Linked DNA regions of Ovis aries: region 2 is linked to region 1. A link is a contact called in public Hi-C data. All regions are on one chromosome and are shown on one strand. The core of a region is the stretch at or near the end of the contact, and the rest is flanking DNA. Distances in the headings are between cores, read along the strand shown. Region 1 holds the start of TBC1D14 (TBC1 domain family member 14). Region 2 holds the start of LOC121819851 (keratin-associated protein 16-1-like).

Region 1 (2,928 bases), core at 172-2,671:
CGAGGTGGAGGGGGTTCGGGGCGGGGGAGCGCCGAGGTGGATGGGGACCCGGGGCTCAGGGACTCTGAGATGCAGGGGGTCCCGGGGGGCTCCGAGGTGCGGAGTGCGGGAGGGTCCCGGGGCTCAGGGACTCCGAGGTGGAGCGGGTCCCAGGGGGCTCTGAGGTGGAGGGGGTCCCGGGGCTCAGGGACTCAGGTGGAGGGGGTCCTGGGGGTCAGGGACAGTGAGGTGGAGGGGATTCCGGGGGGCTCCGAGGTTGGGGGGCCGGGGCTCAGGGACCCTGAGGTGGCGGGATCTCGGGGCTCAGAGACTCTGAGATGGAGAGGGTCCCGGGGCTCAGGGACCTTGAAGTGGAGGGGGTCCCGGGGCTCTCGCGGGTCGGGGGAGCGGTTCCGCGCGCCGAGCCGGCTCGTCTCCCGCCCCGGAGCCCCGCGCGTCTGAGGGTGAAAACTTTCCGTCAAGTTCCGGAAACGGTGCGGTTCGGGGCGCGCGTCTCACCAAGGAGCGGTGCTCCCCGCGCCCCACGCGCTCCCCCGGGCGCGGGAAAGAGCGGCGGCCGCGCAGCGCCGAGGGGGCAGGCCAGGCAGGACGCGCCCGGCCGCGCCTCAGGGCCGCCGCCTCCCCGCTCCGGCCGACGCGGCAGCAGGTGGCAGCGGCCCCGCGCGCGGCCCGGCCCCTTCCCTCCCTCGCGGCCCGGCTCCCGCCGCAGGCCCTCAGTACCGGAGTCAGCGTGGCTCCGACGCCATCCCCGGGGCCCGCGGGCCCGCAGCCCAGGCCCCGCGGGACCCGCAACGTGCGCGGCGAAGACGCTGGGCGCTGCAGGCGGCGAGCCGACCAGGCAGGTGCCGGCAAGGAGCCCGCGGCCAACGGCGGCGCGCGCCCCCGCCCCGCCCCGCGCGCCCTCGCCCCGCCCACGCGCGCCTTCACCCCGCCCGCGCGCGTCCTCGCCCCGCCCCGCGCGCCCCCGCCCCGCCCACGCGCGCCTTCACCCCGCCCCGCGCCCCCGCCCCGCCCCGCCCCGCCCCGCGCGCCCTCGCCCCGCCCGCGCGCGCCTTCACCCCGCCCCGCGCGTCCTCGCCCCGCCCCGCGCGTCCTCGCCCCGCCCCGCGCGTCCTCGCCCCGCCCCGCCCCGCCCCCTGCCGGCACAGCCGCTCTTCCGCCCGGGCTACCGCCCCACCCCCGCCGCGCCGCCGCTGCTCCTTAAGCTCGACGCTCGTCCCTCTGCCCCTTCTCCAGCCCGGTCGCCCGCTCTCTCCAGGCCCCGGGACGGCATTGCCCGCCCTTTTCTCTCCCGAAGGCCAAAAAGGGCCGCGAGGGGAGGCCTGAGGGAATCCTCATGCCCTCAGAGCCCCCGTGGACACCCACCAGGGGGCCTCCTTACCTGGTCGGCTCCACCCGCGGCCATCTTGGAAGTGGGAAGCGGCTGGGAGGGGGAAGGGGCACGAGCGGGCAGCGACCAGGCGTGGGGAGCCGAGCGGCGGAGCGCATCGATGGGTGGCCCTGCCCACCCCGAGCAGGTGTGTGGGAGAGGAAGGTCCCGCCCCCCACCTGCCCGCAAGCTGGAGGCCAGCTGGGCAAGATCGGAGCTCCGGCCTGGAACATGGAGCCTTGAGCATATCGCTTTGAGGCTTTCCCGGCCGGGCCTTGTCTCTTCATCCGTAAAACGGGCTTTTCTGACAGTTCTCTTATTGAGCCGGTAGACAGGGCACAGCGCCGCTCCTCCCCAAACTTGTCTGCACTTCTCTATCACCTGAAGATCTTTGAAAAATTTAAAGGCTAGGCCACGCCTCAGACCAACTAAATCACAGTCTCTGGAGGTAAGATACTGTTTTGAAAGCTGCGTAATGTGCAGACAAGTTTAGGAACCGCTGGCCTAGTGTTCATTGCATTATTTCCGTCAGTATTGCAGAATCTAGAGACACGATCTGTGATCAGAACTGTCACGCAGGACTTCCCTGGCGGTACAGTGCTTAAGACCTGCCACTTTCACTGCAGTGGCGCAGGTTGGATCCCTGGTGGGGCTTCCACATGCAGGCGCCTTCCCCCGCCCCCCCCCAAAAAAAACAGTGGGTAGAGAGTGGACAAACCTAGACAGCATATTAAACAGCAGAGGCATTAAACTTTGCCAACAAAGGTCCATCTAGTCAAAACTGGTATTTCCGGTAGTCATGTATGGATATGAGAGTTGGACAAGAAGGCTGAGCACTGAATTGATGCTTTCGAACTGTGGTGCTAGCGAAGATCTTGAGTCCCTTGGACTGTAAGGAGGTCCAACCAGTCCATCCTAAAGGAAATCAATCCTGAATATTCATTGGAAGGACTGATGCTGAAGCTGAAGCACCAATACTTTGGCCACCTGATGTGAAGAGCTGACTCATTAGAAAAGACCCTGATTTGGGGAAAGATTGAAGGCAGGAGATGGGGGTGACAGAGGAGATGTTTGGATGGCATCACTGGCTCAATGGACATGAGTTTGAGCAAGCTCTAGGAGATGGTGAAGGACAGGGAAGCCTGGCTTGCTGCAGTCCATGGGGTCGCAAAGAGTTGCACACAACTGAGCAACTGAACAACAAAGAGTGAAAGATGAAGTCGCCTGCCCAAGGTCCAGGGCTGGTCAGTAGCTGAGAGGAGTCAGAGGCCAGATGCCCCACCTCTAGGATCATGCAAAGCCCCGGAATAAGAGACCTCTTGTTCACTAGTTATTGACCCGTTCCTCAACGTCCTCCAAGAATGTGGGCTGCCTGAGCCAAACTGGGCTTATCTTGTTTACTGGTATGTTCCCTGAGCCTACAAGACTTCAGAGATTGGGAGCTGGAAGGCCTGGGTTCCAAGCGAGGCTTGGCGCCTGACTGCCAGGAGTGCTGAGGGCTGCCCCAGGCAGAACTACCAGAGAAGAAACCTCAGAGGGACAGGAAGGGTATCCGTACA
Region 2 (2,928 bases), core at 288-2,787, 150 kb before region 1:
GCGACTGAACTGAACTGAACTGAATTTATCCTTTCCCCATGATGTGTTTTTAACTTTACTATAGAAAACTTCACAGAGAAGAAAATGGTCATAACTCCCACACTTTATCATCCAGCTACCAAAATTATCAACATTTTGCCGTTTCTTCCATCCTCGTTTTTGTTTTTGTTTTTTAGCCTGCATAACCATAAAGCAAATTCCAAATTCTGCGGCAATTTAAATACTTCCATTGGCATCGCCGAACAACTACGTTATTTTAATCTAAACATTAGGCCACCTCTCCCTAACAAAAATATCAATAACTCCTGTCATCTAACAGTTTATATTTGACTTTCCCCTTTATCTTACAAATATCTTTTTTCACAGTTGGTTTGTTCGATCATGATTCAAATAAAGGTCCACACAGTCCATCTTTTATGTGCTCTAATTCTCAAACAGTCTTACTTCCTTTTTCCCTCTAGACCCCTAACTGGGGTCATTTGCCCAGCAGAACGTCTTACGTTCTGGATTTGACTTTTTGCCTCCTTCTGCGAGTGGCCCAGGGCCTGACATTCAACGTGATGAGTGCTCTCAATGGAAGCAAAGCAGAACAGAGGTTTGGTCCTCACAGATGGGACACGCAGGCAGCACTCCGTTGGGGACACCACGGGCTCTGCGATTCGGGCAGAGGGGACAGCAGCTGCGACACCCAGGTACAAGGAGCACCTGGGCTCCTTCGCGGCACGAGACACAGTAGCACTGGCATTTGTTAAGAGTAACGAAAACATTCGGATTTTATGAGCTTTGGTTGTGTCCCCAGAAGTCGTCTTCGATGCTGTTCTTGGTATGCTTTGGTGTCTTACTCTGAGAAAATTGGGCTTCCCTTGTAGCTCAGTCGGTAAAGAATCTGCCTGCCGCGCAGGAGATCCCGGTTTGATCCCTGGGTAGGGAAGATTCCCTGGAAAAAGAGATGGCAACCCACTCCAGTATCCTTGTCTGGAGAATCTCATGGACACAGGAGCCTGATGAGCTGCAGTCCATGGGGTCGAAAAGAGCCGGGCACGACTGAGCGACTAACACACTGAGAAAACTGAAGGTGGAAGGCGTGCAAACGAAACACACCACCTAAGTCTCCTTGCCCAGGCCCGACGCCTCCGCGCTGGACCACACAGGCTTCCCGGGTTTTGCCTTAACAAAACCCACAGTACCGACGGAAGCCCCCTCCGGCCACCAGTCAGCCCTCCTGCGCTGCGAAGTCGCCGGCAGGACGGGCGGTGACCGCCTAACGCTGTTTTAACCGACTTTCCTGGAGCCCTGCGGTCGCCCGTCCACGAGCTTTCGTCCTTGACCTATTTGCCTTTAGCCTACACTGAGCACCCAGAGTCTGGCTCGGTCCCAGCAGCTCGGGCTGTGAGGGAGAAAAGGCAAAAGCCCTGGCGTCTGGCCACCTCCCAGAGCAAAGAGCGCCCCGAACCTCGAGGTGCACGTACAGGAAGGGAGGGCCTCACTGGAAACCGCGCTCGAGAGTCTCCTTGCCCCCTCAGTCCGCACTTCCGGTGCCCTCCCCATGCTCTCTCTCTATTGGTTCTTCCCTTGACCACGCCCCTCCACGGAGGAGTCTGTTTCCTTCACCTTTCACCTCAGCTTCACTTTCTGGGGCCTCTTAAGGCCTCAAACCCCGCCCACCGTCCAGGCCGGCAATTATTGGTGAATATGGCCTGTCCATCAGTGGAAAAACGGTGGTTGATTGGCTGAGGGGAAGCAATTGGGCGGGAGAAGCAAGAATAGAGTCTCGCGCATGCCCGGTGAGCGCACGCAGTGCCGGCAGCAGTCATGGCGGCTCGGTGTGTGCGGCTGGCGCGGCGCAGCCTCCCGGCTTTCGCGTTGTCTCTCAGGTAAGGGGCGCCGATGGCCAGGCTTAGGAGGGGCGCGCTGTCCCCGCTGGCTCAGACGCGAGCCCTGCCCGGCTCCGGCCTGGGCGTCGTGGGGGGTCTTCCAGACGCTGGGCGCGGGCTCCGCTGGTTTCTCCTGTGGGGCCTGCCCGGCCGCCTCTCTGTCCGTGCTGTCCGCGGGGCGGACGGGACGGCTCCCCGCGCGAGGCGTCGGTGGCGAGCGGGCTCCTTCCGCCCTGCCCGAGCTTCCTCCCCCTCCGCGTGCTGCGGAGTCCCCTACCTAACCCACCGTGGGGGAGAGCCGTTGACTTAGAGCAGTGACGCCGCGGCGGAGGTCACGAGGCCCTGCCCTCTCCTTGGCTTTTCTTTTCCTTTTTGTTTTTTGTTTTTTGTTTTTTTTTTTTTTTTGCGGTTTCTGTCGTTTCAAAGTCCGGCCTCCTAACTTAGTTTAGTCCGTGCTTAGCGGACAGATACTGAAGCTGAAACTCCCAGTAATTCGGCCATCTGATGCGAAGAACTGACTCGTTGGAAAAGACCCTGATGCTGGGAAAGATTGAAGGCGGGAAGAGAAGGGGAGGACAGAGGATGAGATGGTTGGATGGCATCACCGACTCAGTGGACATGAGTTTGAGTCAACTCCGGGAGTTGGAGATGGACAGGGAGGCCTGGCTTGCTGCAGCCCATGGGATCGCGGAGTCGGACATGACTGAGCGAGTGAACTGAACTAGCACCTTCCACGTTGGGGGGAGCTTCGGAGAACCAGGTTATCTGTTAAGAGAAGCTGCTCTGGGCCGAACATGGGAGTAGAAGCTGCGCGGAGAGGGAGCCGGACTTTGGCCTCAAGGAGCTTTATTTAGTGATGGTGAGACGGTAAACGGGTCGGTAAAAGGGGACGAGGACAGGGCGAGGGGATGAAGCTGCGATTCTAGCCTGATCCATTGTATAGACAGCGTGGGAACAAACCCGCCTGGGGAGTCTTGAGTGAGTACAGGCGGTTGGCTCAATTTGCGATTTTTGTAACTGGCATTGATTGCCTGGACGTGTGTGCGTGATCCGT

What was found. Hi-C and Micro-C count contacts between places; a contact is called where the count stands out from the background.
Region 2: a contact with region 1 is called in a Hi-C map of liver, with 3 times the contacts expected there. The contact joins the promoter of LOC121819851 here to the promoter of TBC1D14 in region 1. A contact is called at or near these places in 6 of 16 Hi-C or Micro-C datasets (blood, hypothalamus and liver).

The regions. Positions count from the first base shown.
Region 1 is chr6:114,111,057-114,113,984 of ARS-UI_Ramb_v3.0, reverse strand. TBC1D14 (TBC1 domain family member 14) reads right to left here and starts at 1,421. Exons shown (of 14, transcript XM_060417691.1): 1 at 1,382-1,421. The region is part of intron 1 of LOC121819852 (a long non-coding RNA gene); the gene reads left to right.
Region 2 is chr6:114,264,793-114,267,720 of ARS-UI_Ramb_v3.0, reverse strand. LOC121819851 (keratin-associated protein 16-1-like) reads right to left here and starts at 1,537. Exons shown (of 2, transcript XM_042251672.2): 1 at 1,470-1,537. GRPEL1 (GrpE like 1, mitochondrial) reads left to right here and starts at 1,793. Exons shown (of 4, transcript XM_004010013.5): 1 at 1,793-1,874. The coding sequence starts at 1,813.